Linked DNA regions of Mus musculus: all the other regions are linked to region 3. The links are chromatin contacts, called in public HiChIP or PLAC-seq and Micro-C maps. All regions are on one chromosome and are shown on one strand. Each heading gives the region's core, a stretch centred on a gene start, on an enhancer-like site or on the middle of the called end of the contact. The rest is flanking DNA. Distances are from core to core; before and after follow the strand shown.

The links. A called contact is a pair of places that touch in the nucleus more often than the background predicts. HiChIP or PLAC-seq counts read pairs in DNA pulled down with a chosen protein or histone mark.
Region 1: an H3K27ac HiChIP or PLAC-seq map of trophoblast stem cells shows a contact between it and region 3, with 9 read pairs. The contact joins two enhancer-like sites. A contact is called at or near these places in 1 of 484 Hi-C or Micro-C datasets (embryonic stem cells) and 4 of 115 datasets of contacts at active chromatin or transcription factors (embryonic stem cells, extraembryonic endoderm stem cells, pancreatic cancer cells and 1 more).
Region 2: a contact with region 3 is called in a Micro-C map of trophoblast stem cells, with 5 times the contacts expected there. The contact joins two enhancer-like sites. A contact is called at or near these places in 4 of 39 promoter capture datasets (the 3T3-L1 cell line, frontonasal cranial neural crest and liver), 2 of 15 datasets of contacts at CTCF or cohesin (both in the NIH/3T3 cell line), 36 of 484 Hi-C or Micro-C datasets (the AML12 cell line, the HL-1 cell line, the N1E-115 cell line and 24 more), 25 of 115 datasets of contacts at active chromatin or transcription factors (the NIH/3T3 cell line, craniofacial prominence, differentiating embryonic stem cells and 16 more) and 4 of 9 other capture datasets (adipose tissue, embryonic stem cells, liver and 1 more).

The regions. Positions count from the first base shown.
Region 1 is chr7:113,184,947-113,188,383 of GRCm38.p6, reverse strand. It overlaps a transcript of Arntl not described here. Among named protein-coding and RNA genes, the nearest start is that of Arntl, 21 kb to the left of the region's middle. Within about 2 kb of position 1,778, at least 109 of the 459 cell types and tissues checked have an H3K27ac peak or open chromatin away from gene starts, as enhancers often do. A contact at or near this core is called in extraembryonic endoderm stem cells, pancreatic cancer cells and trophoblast stem cells, where this site is marked.
Region 2 is chr7:112,401,655-112,405,198 of GRCm38.p6, reverse strand. All of the region lies in intron 7 of Micalcl (MICAL C-terminal like), which reads right to left. The region is part of intron 1 of Gm51494 (a long non-coding RNA gene); the gene reads left to right. Among named protein-coding and RNA genes, the nearest start is that of Gm51494, 11 kb to the left of the region's middle. Within about 2 kb of position 1,863, at least 2 of the 459 cell types and tissues checked have an H3K27ac peak or open chromatin away from gene starts, as enhancers often do. A contact at or near this core is called in trophoblast stem cells, where this site is marked.
Region 3 is chr7:112,696,262-112,699,713 of GRCm38.p6, reverse strand. All of the region lies in intron 1 of Tead1 (TEA domain family member 1), which reads right to left. Among named protein-coding and RNA genes, the nearest start is that of Tead1, 19 kb to the right of the region's middle. Within about 2 kb of position 1,978, at least 169 of the 459 cell types and tissues checked have an H3K27ac peak or open chromatin away from gene starts, as enhancers often do. A contact at or near this core is called in extraembryonic endoderm stem cells, pancreatic cancer cells and trophoblast stem cells, where this site is marked.

The DNA of each region.
Region 1 (3,437 bases), core at 529-3,028, 490 kb before region 3:
GTTGAGGGGAATGGGGGCGGGGTGGGGGGGACAAATACACTAGTGACCAAGCAGATACAGTAGTTGGCACATCTGACTAATGCTGTGAAGCACAATCAAACCCAGCTGTGCTATTTTTCTCCTGATATTACCAAATACTTAAGAAAGCAGCTTAAGGGGAGAAGGAGTTCTTTTGCCTCCTGGTTTGAGACACAGCCCAATGTGGAAAGGAAGGCATAGCAGGATCACTATGAGGCCACCAGAGCCTGCTGCTGGGACTCCTTGCCTTCTCCCAACTCAGCAGGACAGGAAGCAGAGACAGGGTAGGAAGCAGGGCTGCACTATAAGCCCCAAGAACTTCTCTGCCTGTGGCTCACTTCCTCCAGCTAGGCCCCCATCTTCTAAAGCAGCACCATCAGCTGGGGATCAAGGGTTTAAGTTCATAAGGCTTTAGGGCAGTAGTTTGCAACCTATGGGTCATGACCCCTTTGTGTGTGTGTTGGGGGGCGTATCGAATGCCCCTTTCACAAGAGTTACCTAAGACCATTGGAAAGCACAGATATTTATATCACAATGTATAACATTAGCAAAATTACAGTTATGAAGTAGTAACAAAAGTAATTTTATGGTTGAGGGTCACCATAATATGAGGAACGGTATTAAAGGGTCACAGTGTTAGAGAAGTTGAGAACCCTTGTTTTAGGGGATATTTTACATCCAAACCAGAACAGGGGCCTTGTAGACAACATCAAAGGGACTTCCAGGGAGGGCTTCTGTGGGGAGGCAACCTTAAATAGAGACCTGTGGTGATTGGATAGAGCAGTGTGTGTGTGTGTGTGTGTGTGTGTGTGTGTGTGTGTGTGTGTGTGTGTCTGTGTGTGTCTGTGTGTGTCTGTGTGTGTCTGTGTGTGTCTGTGTGTGTGTGTGTAGGCCATGCAAAGCTATGCAGATGAGCAGGGCTTACTCAGTTGGTGGGAAAGTGGAGAAAGTGGAGGTTCCAGTAGAGAACCAGGCAGGGTAGGTGGTAAGGGGCCCAAAGAGCATGGGAGGAGTCTGACCTTCAGAAAGACTCAGTGAGCTCCACCTGTCCGTTTATTCTGCTCTTATAGAAAGTATAGAGAACCCAGAGATCTTGTCAGTGCTTTCTGGAGAACAGATTGGAGAGACACGTGAGAACCAAGTGAATTCACCATTGTCTGCCAGTATCTTCTTGATGGAATGCCTTCCTTATCAGGACCAGTATTCTTCCTTTTAGCCTAGATCACTCCACAGCACAGTTTTGAGGAATCTCGGGCATCAGTAAAAGGGCAGTGAGCGTCAACAACACATGGCAAGGCTTCCTAGGGACAGTGGTGAGTGGAGCTTATGATCACCTACACGCACCCCTCAGCCACTCTATTGTCAACTCTCTTTCACAGGCAAGGAAAGAGAAGTGAATGGACTTGCCCAAAGTCATGCAGCCTCCAGGAAGCAATCAGTAAATAAGGGGCTCACAAAGATTCCCAGTAAACCAACAGTAAGATTGCATCTTCCCCTCTGACCGTACCCATTGCAGAACATAAAAACTATACAAAATTATGTCGGATAGACGATGAACATTCCTCATTATTTGGCCCCTGGAGTTCATTGTAGTTTGTCACTGTAGTTTCTCAGGCCACGAAGCAGCTGGTCCTTTCTGAAGTTCACTCAGAATCAGGGCAGATGGGGTCACTTTCTTCTATCACACTCCCTCCAGGAAGTCGGTGCTGGCTACAAAGGGAGCCACACCCATCGGGAGTGGACACATCATCACTGCTCAGTAAGCAGGGGGTAAAACCCCACCCCTGCTGACAATAATAAACCCAGTAGGAGGAGGGCCAACCCCCTTCCCAACAACTCAGCAAAAGAAACAGATCTGGTTGTTCTGCCCCTCGGGTGTCACGGCTCAGAGTGTCATCGGATGGGCTCAGAGGCTCAGCCCATCCCAGCAAAATGATATACAGGTGTCCTTTTATAATTCCAAAGAAAAATAGAGGAGGCACTAATGTTTTGCTAAACCCTATAGCACAAAAGGTGGCTTTCCAGGCCAGCTAGGCCACCCTCACTGTCAAAACTCATTAGCCTTCTGGGTGAACTAGCTTGTCTTTTTTTAGGACCGGAAATCAAAAGGGAAGGCTCCCCTCCTATTCCAGGCGTGCCGGAGGAATTACTCATGCCCCTTAACCTATGACTCACACAGGAGTCTAGGAGAGTGTTTCCAAAACAGGCCAACAATTAGAAAAACAAAGCAACTGATATGTGACAGATAGTTGCCCCATCTGGGTGGGTGGAGTGGGGTCAGTACCTAGGTGGGATGCGCTTTCCCAGAGCAGCCACTGGGCAGCAGACAACAGTGGGCAGAAATTGGGACAGTCTCTGGAAGTAGAGATCCATGCTTGTTTTCAGAGTTGTGAGGGGTTCAAATTCACTGACTTTGTGAGTGACTTGAAATTATGGCATCTTTCTCTCCAAAAGTCTCAAGGGACCAGCGTGCCATCTCAACGTGCTGTCTGGCTATCTGCAGGTTCTGGCTGTTCCTCTGAATGGCAGAGGCTTTCCCAAACTGAAATATTAAGTCAGTGAGAAAGCACAGCTTAGGAAATAGCTCAGTTGGGAGTGGATAGTCTCCGGGGCAGGTGAGAGGTCGGCTTTTTTGTGGCTTCTCTGGGAAGGACTCTGAAGCCAAGTCTTAGCTCTGTCTCAGCTGAAGGCTTCTCCTTGGCAGGGCTTGGGGGTGTGCAAGGGCATCATCAGGTCATGGCCTCACTACCCAGAGTCTCATCCCTGGAGATAGGGCAGGTCCACGGGGTAGTGGGGGATGAGCAGTGATGGATGGCTCTGCTTTCTCTGCTGCACTGATCTAAAGTCAATGATATAAGAGACCAGGTTGGGGGCTAACGGGGAAGATCTGGACGAAGATCTACAGAGGGTCTCAAACAAGAGTTTTGCCTAGCTTCTGCTATTTCACCCAGCAGCAGAAGGCTCTTCTGAAACCCAGATATGCTCACCTCTCTCCTCTCAGAGTCCTTTAAATTAAGGTACACACCCTCCCTTGAGAAAACCCAGTGGTATTTCCAGGCCAGGCTGTCCTACAGTCCTTGACACTGATAGACTCTCAGCCTCATTGCCAGCCATGCCCTGGACCTCTAACCACATGGTCCAGCTGCTTCCTGGAAGCATTGGTGGTTTCAGGCTCTGTATCTTTCCTTCACACTGTCCCTTCAACCTGCAGTGACACTCTGTGGACCTAGAACACTGCTCTCCTGCTCAGGCAGGGTCAGCTTCTTTGGCACTTTCCACTGGTCACTGGGTTCATGGCTCCCTGGCTGAGCTCTGCCAGCCTTTCTGACAGCCATACTTGCCTTGTACAGGACTAGTTTGTACGATCAGTTCTCAGGGTTGGGGGGCTTGAAATTCCCCAGGAAGGAGCTGCAATTATT
Region 2 (3,544 bases), core at 614-3,113, 290 kb after region 3:
GATTCCATGTGACCAGTCACCATGCCTTCCCCTCTCTGCTTTCACTCCTTTTCAACCAGTGTGCCTTCCCCATCATGATGCACTCAATCCCCCAGAAACCATAAACCCTTATGTTTATCTTGTCAAGGTATTTTATACAGGAGAGTAACTAAGATACCAGGAAACCCGATTTTTCAGTGTCAGATATGGGGAGATCTTGCTCTCTTAATTCCAATAGTGCACTGAAGGGTTTGTCCCACAGTTTCTGCTTATCGATTGTCCCCTATCACATTCTGCCCTCGTGGGGCCTACGAAGCTTAGGGAGCTTTACCTCTCGATGTGGGTATGTGGGGAAGGGCATGGACTTCTAGGTCAATCAGGCTTGTGATATTCTCCAAGTCACCTCTTCTCTCTCTGCCTTGGTCTTCCCCATGTTTTGAAATGAGGAGGCTGGCGGTGCTACCTCGAGTGTTGGTTAGGGCTGCTAAATGAGAAGGTGCGTGGGGAAGTGTCAGCACGATGCTCTGTACATAGTAACACTTCAGTAAACTGCCCCTTTGCTCCTCAGTCTGCCTCCCTGTGTCTAGGTGTACAGCTCCATCAGGGTTAGTTTCCATTCATCTGTAAAACTCAGCGAGGTGGTTAAAACAAAACAAAACATAAAACTTTGTCTTCTAACAACTTGAAACCACCAGCAGCACCACCTTAGCGGTACTTTTCCTTTTCCGGCTCATACAATGGAAATGGACCATCTACAAAGACGCGAATGCATGGTGCCTATCCAGGTTCCTTGCTTTCCTGTGTCTACCATTGTTTTCCAGTGGCTTCAGCTGTCACAGGCAAAGCCCTTCCTCCACAGAGCAGTGACTCCTGACCTGGAGGGCTGTGTGACCAGAAGGCAAGGTGGCTTCTGGCCATGACCAGGACAGCTCAGTTATTTAACTCTTCCTCTTCCTCTTACCCTCTGCTTGGATCTTCTGTCAAACGTCTTTGCTCCTGAATTCTTATCATGGATCTTTTTAGACACATTGGAAAGATTTCACTTGCCATAGTGAAATCAACACTCAGTGTCTGGGCAAGATGGTGCCCACCCCCAGCACTTGGGAGGTAGAAGCAAGAGAATTGTGGGTTCAAAGCCAGCCTGAGCCACATGTGATTTTTGTCTGAAAAAAAACAAAACAAAAACAAAAACCAAAAAACCAACCAACCAACCAACCAATCAACCAAAACAAACTAGAGCTTAACACAAACAAACTTGTTAATTGTCATTTATAGTGACCTAGTTTTCCCCAAGAGTGCTCTCAAAACTACAAAGCAAATTACGTCAGTCTCTACTGAGATCCAGTGACCCTCAGCATCAAATTCAAGTGACCAAGCCTGGTGTACCCTAGTCTTTGCTTACCTGGGCGTGACTGGCATACAGCGTCCAGCTGTTTGTTTTCTGAATGTAAAAATAGCAACAACAACAAAAATGTGTACAATCTGTTTGAAGCCATTCTGGTTTTGTGTATATTTTCCTCTTGAGGGACTGCCATGCCCCTAACTGCTTGCAGATTGGTGTGTGGTTTTACCAGGTCCACTCTTGTTCGCCATCTGGCTCAGAAGTCATTCTTTAGATGTGACTATTTTTTCGCCTCCTTAGAATCTGTGCTAATCTACTGTTCACTGCAATCTTGTTAACACGCTGGATATGCTTACTGGTGCTTGCTGGCATTCGAGTGGTTATGGCGGAACCCTCAATGCGCTGCGTGGGGCACCTTCCTCAGAGTGCCTGTGGTTTCAGGCCTGCCTTCTGTACTCTGGGTTTTGTCTATACATGGCAGGCAAGTGCTTTAGCAATTGTGCTCCAGGTCAACCCACGTCCTCTGACTTCTCATGAGCTCCAGGCTCAGTTCACAGCTGTCTCGATCGGCCTCAGGCCCCAGAGTTTAGAGTATAACTGTCCCCACAGCTCCTTGCATACTTTAAGGATGATCCACAGATGTTTGCTGTAGGGTTTCAGGACTAAGTCCTATTGCTGAAAGATTTTTTTTTTAAATCCCAAGTAGATGTTGAATTTTTTATTACATTTATTTATTTATTATTGTGTGCACACACTTGTGAGGGTCAGAGGACACCATGAGGGAGTCAGTTCTCTCCTTCCATCATGTGGGTCCTGGGGACAAAACTCATTGTCAGAACAAAACTTGGTGGCAAGTATCTTAAAGCCCCGAGACAGTGCCCTGGGCCATGGGTATTAAGGTTTTTCAGATAAACTTTGCTCATGAATTGAAAACATCATAAGGTTTCCTTTACTTCATTTTTAGCTTGGTGGTTCTAAAAGCCACGCTTGCTTATATTATTTTTTGAACAGTTGGATTCATGTTCACTGGATCCAATGATTTTACCGTTTGAAACCTCTGTCATATCTTTGTCTGTCCTGATCATTTCTCCTCTACTTATTTGTTTTATTTTAAACAACCAACTTAAGATTATCTCTAGTCTTTCAACACAGCCCTCAAAGAGGTCAGTGGTCAACCTTTTGACACTGTGACAGGATGTTGCCATTTACAAAGTTTACACCAGATAACTACACATGTGAGAGACCCAACAAACAAACAAACAAACACCCTCATAGCGTACGTTTATGATTTGTGCTGGGCTGCATTTCTAGCTGTCCTTGGGCTCCTGCAGTCCATGGGCCTTAAACCGGATACACCTGTGTCTTTAGGATAACCACTGAAGCTGTGACAGAGGGGACATGTAACACATGGCTACTGATATCTGTGAATGAGGCTGTCTTCTGTGCAGTGTGAGCATATGCATGTGTGTGTCTTTTCTAAGTGTGCAAAGCACAAGGTTTAAACATCTTATGCCTGGGCCTCTCCTGTGACTCTACAAGAGAATTGTGTGCAGCTCAGAACCCCACACTGAGCGGACTGTACAACCCACTCATTTACTGCTTGGTATAAAGGCTGCTGTGCTCTTTATCCTGGCTTCCTAGCTATGGCACTAGCTTTGCTATGTTATTGAAACCCACTGTGTCATACCCTGGGACCTGGGGCCTCTTGTGCCACCATGATGCTGCTCCTGCTGTTCGTGGTATAAAGAAGCACAAGTTCTGTTCATTGGAAGCATTGGACTTCAGCAATGCCTTCGATGGATTTGGGAAAAATCAGGCCAAAATATTTGCTTGCTTCAGTAATTTTGGATTTGAGCGACTCCTGGAAAGGCTCTGTAAGGGCCCAGTTCTTTTCTGACAATATTCTATTTGAATACAGGGTTAACATTACCTTTGGCTCCAACCCTATGGTCCACCTGTACTGGACAATTGCGGAGATCTCATTCCTCCCTTGAGCTGCTTCCTCAGAAATCGACCACACGGGACAGCTGGCAAGGAGTGTAACCTTGGACTCGATGCTTTTCCATTCAGAGACTAACAGAGATTATCTAAAGGGCATCTGCTCCCCAGACCCCATTCCCAAATGATGGCGAACTGTCAACAGGCAGTCCTCCACACCACAGGCTTTGTCTGCTTGTCGATCTGTTTCAGTCAGTTGCTATTGTGCTGGGAGTGACAATAAGA
Region 3 (3,452 bases), core at 729-3,228:
CACACAGCTTCACTCACGGTTCTCTGAACACAAGGGCCAAACACCTACTCCCCAGGTAGCATCTGCCTAAACAGCGAGCGCCTGAGCTCTACTGCACATAGGAGCATCAAAGCTGGGAATGCCGCCTCAAGCCCCAAGAGTTTGGGAAGCAGAGGTGACCAAGCCTGGGGCAGGTGGCCTCTCTGATCCTAACATCAGATGACCTGTGGGCAAGTTGGTCTTCCTATTGAAAGCATCTGACTGTCCGGTGTGATGGCAAAAACATCAACATCAATGACATCAGCTGACCCTGCTGTCAGCCCGAGTTTTGCAAGGGTTCAATCCTGTAATTTTATCGTCTGTCCAAGGAGCAGGACTCTGCCATCAGACCCTCAAAGGGAAACATTTGTTATCAAATGGAAATCTATTTCTGGTTCCTCTTTGTCTCCTTAGAGGAAGGTTCTCAGCAGATCCTAGCCAATACATCCAAAGGTCCTAAAAGCCTTTGGAAAGGGACAACACATAACATCACACATGACGTGCACGGCTCACAAACAGCACAAGACACACAAAATGTAACATACAACACACACAAAACTCACCAGAAAATATCTAAGATACAAACCAAAGAACCACAACATATGTAAAACATACAAAATCCACAAAGTTGGAGCACTCTGGGGCAGTAGCAGGAATAATTTCCTGCACAAGGTTATAGGCCAGGGCCCTGTCCTGACAAACACCACTGAACTTTTCAGAGTCCGTCTTCTGTGTCTTCTGCACCTAAAGAAACAAACACATTCCTCACAGATCAGGAGCTGCTCTGTGAGGTAGCTAATAAGATAATCTGTTACAGGAGGCTTACAAATCCATTTAAATTGATTTTAATTAATGAATCAATCTCAGACCCAATGAAAAACTAGATCCACAGATGGTAAGCAATACAAAGATTTCAGTCTCTAACCCCAGCCTGGAATTTACATAAAAAAGAAGGGTGTTTTCTGCTTAATGCAAGAAAATAGTAGTAACAACAAATTGTAACCAATTGCATCTCAGTTCACTGCCCAAGCAGCCTGAGGTGAAAGCCTCTCTTCGGTTAGATCAAATCCACCCCACTTGAGGAAGGGAAATAGATTTCAGAACGGTTTCCACACAGCTCACCTAACATGAAGGGAAAGGGGGTGGGGTTATGTACCAGGCTGACATCGGAAACACCTAAGATCAAATAAACCCGTCTCTTTCAGAGTCCTTCAAGCTGGACAGAATTTTACCTATGCACCCCCAAACACAAGCATAAAATGGCCCTCCGCCCAGCTGCGTGCTGGGTTCCAGTCCCCAGCACCAAAAGTAAAATAAAATAAAAAAGACCTAGGCAAACTTTCTCATTTGCTCCGATTTTACTCTTTCTAGGGACTGACAGAGCAACTGCTCTTTCAGAATGGCTGTTGGAGAGGAGCTCGAAACAGTCCCCCACCTAAAGACAGTTTTACAGTTGGTATTTATTTATTTATTTATTTATTTCTCAGTGGCTTCTCACTGGCCTGCTGACCCACTCTATTTTTAGAATCCAATCAGAATTTCCCAGAACAGATTTCAGGTAATTTTTTAGATAGATAGATAGATAGATAGACAGACAGACAGACAGCAAAGATCTGCGACCAACACCAGTTATCAGAGGGGAACCATGAAAGGAACCAAAAGAGGGAAGCTCATCATTCAAACACTTTCCAAAGTTTGGGAGCATCCCATCAAGGCACACTGACACACAGAGTGAGTTCCTCCTGGCAGGGACGCTGGCTCTGTGCAAAGGGAAGGCTACTGAGAGGGAAAATGCAAGCCGCAAACGACTGCTTCAGTGTTTCTCCCTCCCTCCTTCAGGACAGTTCACAAAACAGTTTGATTCAGCAAGCGAGAAACAAATGGAAGACTGGCTGGAACACTGCAAAAGGAACAGCCACAAAGACTCTGCATCAGGAAGTCGACTGCAGGGGAAAAAAAAAAATCAGGATACAGGCCAGAGCTTAGGCAGAGAGGCTGTTGGGCTTCCCCCACCTCCTGTGTGTGTGTGTGTGTGTGTGTGTGTGTTGGGAGGATGTTTCTGTCTGCTCCTCTCCCTCTCTGTGTTTCTCTGTGGCCAGCCAGTCTCTCCCCCACAAGGGGAATAAACAAAAGAACTCTGCTCCTGAGCTCCCAGGTGTGAGGACCCTGGCACCATGTGGCCTGAGTGGCAGCAGCAATTCTAGGGATTTAGTCTGTGCCTTTCGGGCTGGGCTGTGCAGGGCTCTACAGCAAATCAGGGAGTGTCAATACAGCCTGAGATTCAGAGCGAGACCACAAATTATAAACAGTTTCAGCAAATTGACTCGAGAGCTTTTGTTTCTCAGACACCCATGCAGGCAGCGGAACCTCCCCACCGCTACAGCCCGGGACTGGGAAAGGAAGTCGTTGAAGCCTGGATTTCCTGCTTTTACTGGTAGCCAAGAACTATGAGGCTTGTAGTGGTTTCAGGAACTGACTCATCCCATGATTCACGGATAAGACACTGCCTTTAATATGCTTCTGACCCAAAGACTGGGGAACTTCAAAACCAACCTGAAGTCACACTCCATTCTTACAGTACAAATGACTATTTAGGGCAAAATAAACAGGACACCAGATTACCATTCCTTAGGCAGAGGCAGAGAAAGTGAAGAACATCACGTGGCACCCGTGATCAGAGCTTAATCCACAGGCTGTGACTTGACAACAGCCCAACTTCCCCAAAGTGGATAACAGGTGGGATAGGGTTATTTTCAGACATCATTCCCCTAGATGTAAAAATAGATTTAGCAGAGCAATATTTTAATTTAGGCCCATGTGAGGTTGAGGCTCCATATACCCACGATGCAGAAGCACATGGCTGGTGGGAACTGGTTGAGAAAGAGACCCGGAGGCCAGCTGACCAAGGAGCAATGGGTAACAAACACTCCACTGTGTATGCAGGAAGGCTACAATTTTATTCCTACTCTTAATTGACCAGACTTCTTTCCCTTCTGCACACACACAGGCACATATGTATACACGTGCTTAAACACACACAAGCAAACATACAGTCCAGGGCTTACAAGCAACAATCTGCGAAGCAACAGCCCCTCTACTCTCACAAGTAACCCTAATCAAGCTCAGGGGGTCACAAAAGACACCAGAGCAGGGAGGGGCTTTCTGGGAAGTTCAGTGAATAAGAAGGGTGTTGAGGGTTTCATAGCAAGTCCAGATGATCAAAATACATCATAGATGCATGAATAGATTATAAAAATGTTAGTACTGAAACCCTGGCACTTCTGGAAGCTCCCCTAACAATCTCCATCAGTTTATCAGCACAGACAAAACAAATCCACTGGATTTGTTTTTGGTCTCCTCCCCAACACAAACACAGAACAAGAAGCACACACAGGGCAAGTTTCGAGAGTGGTTTTCATAGGCGCTTACAGATA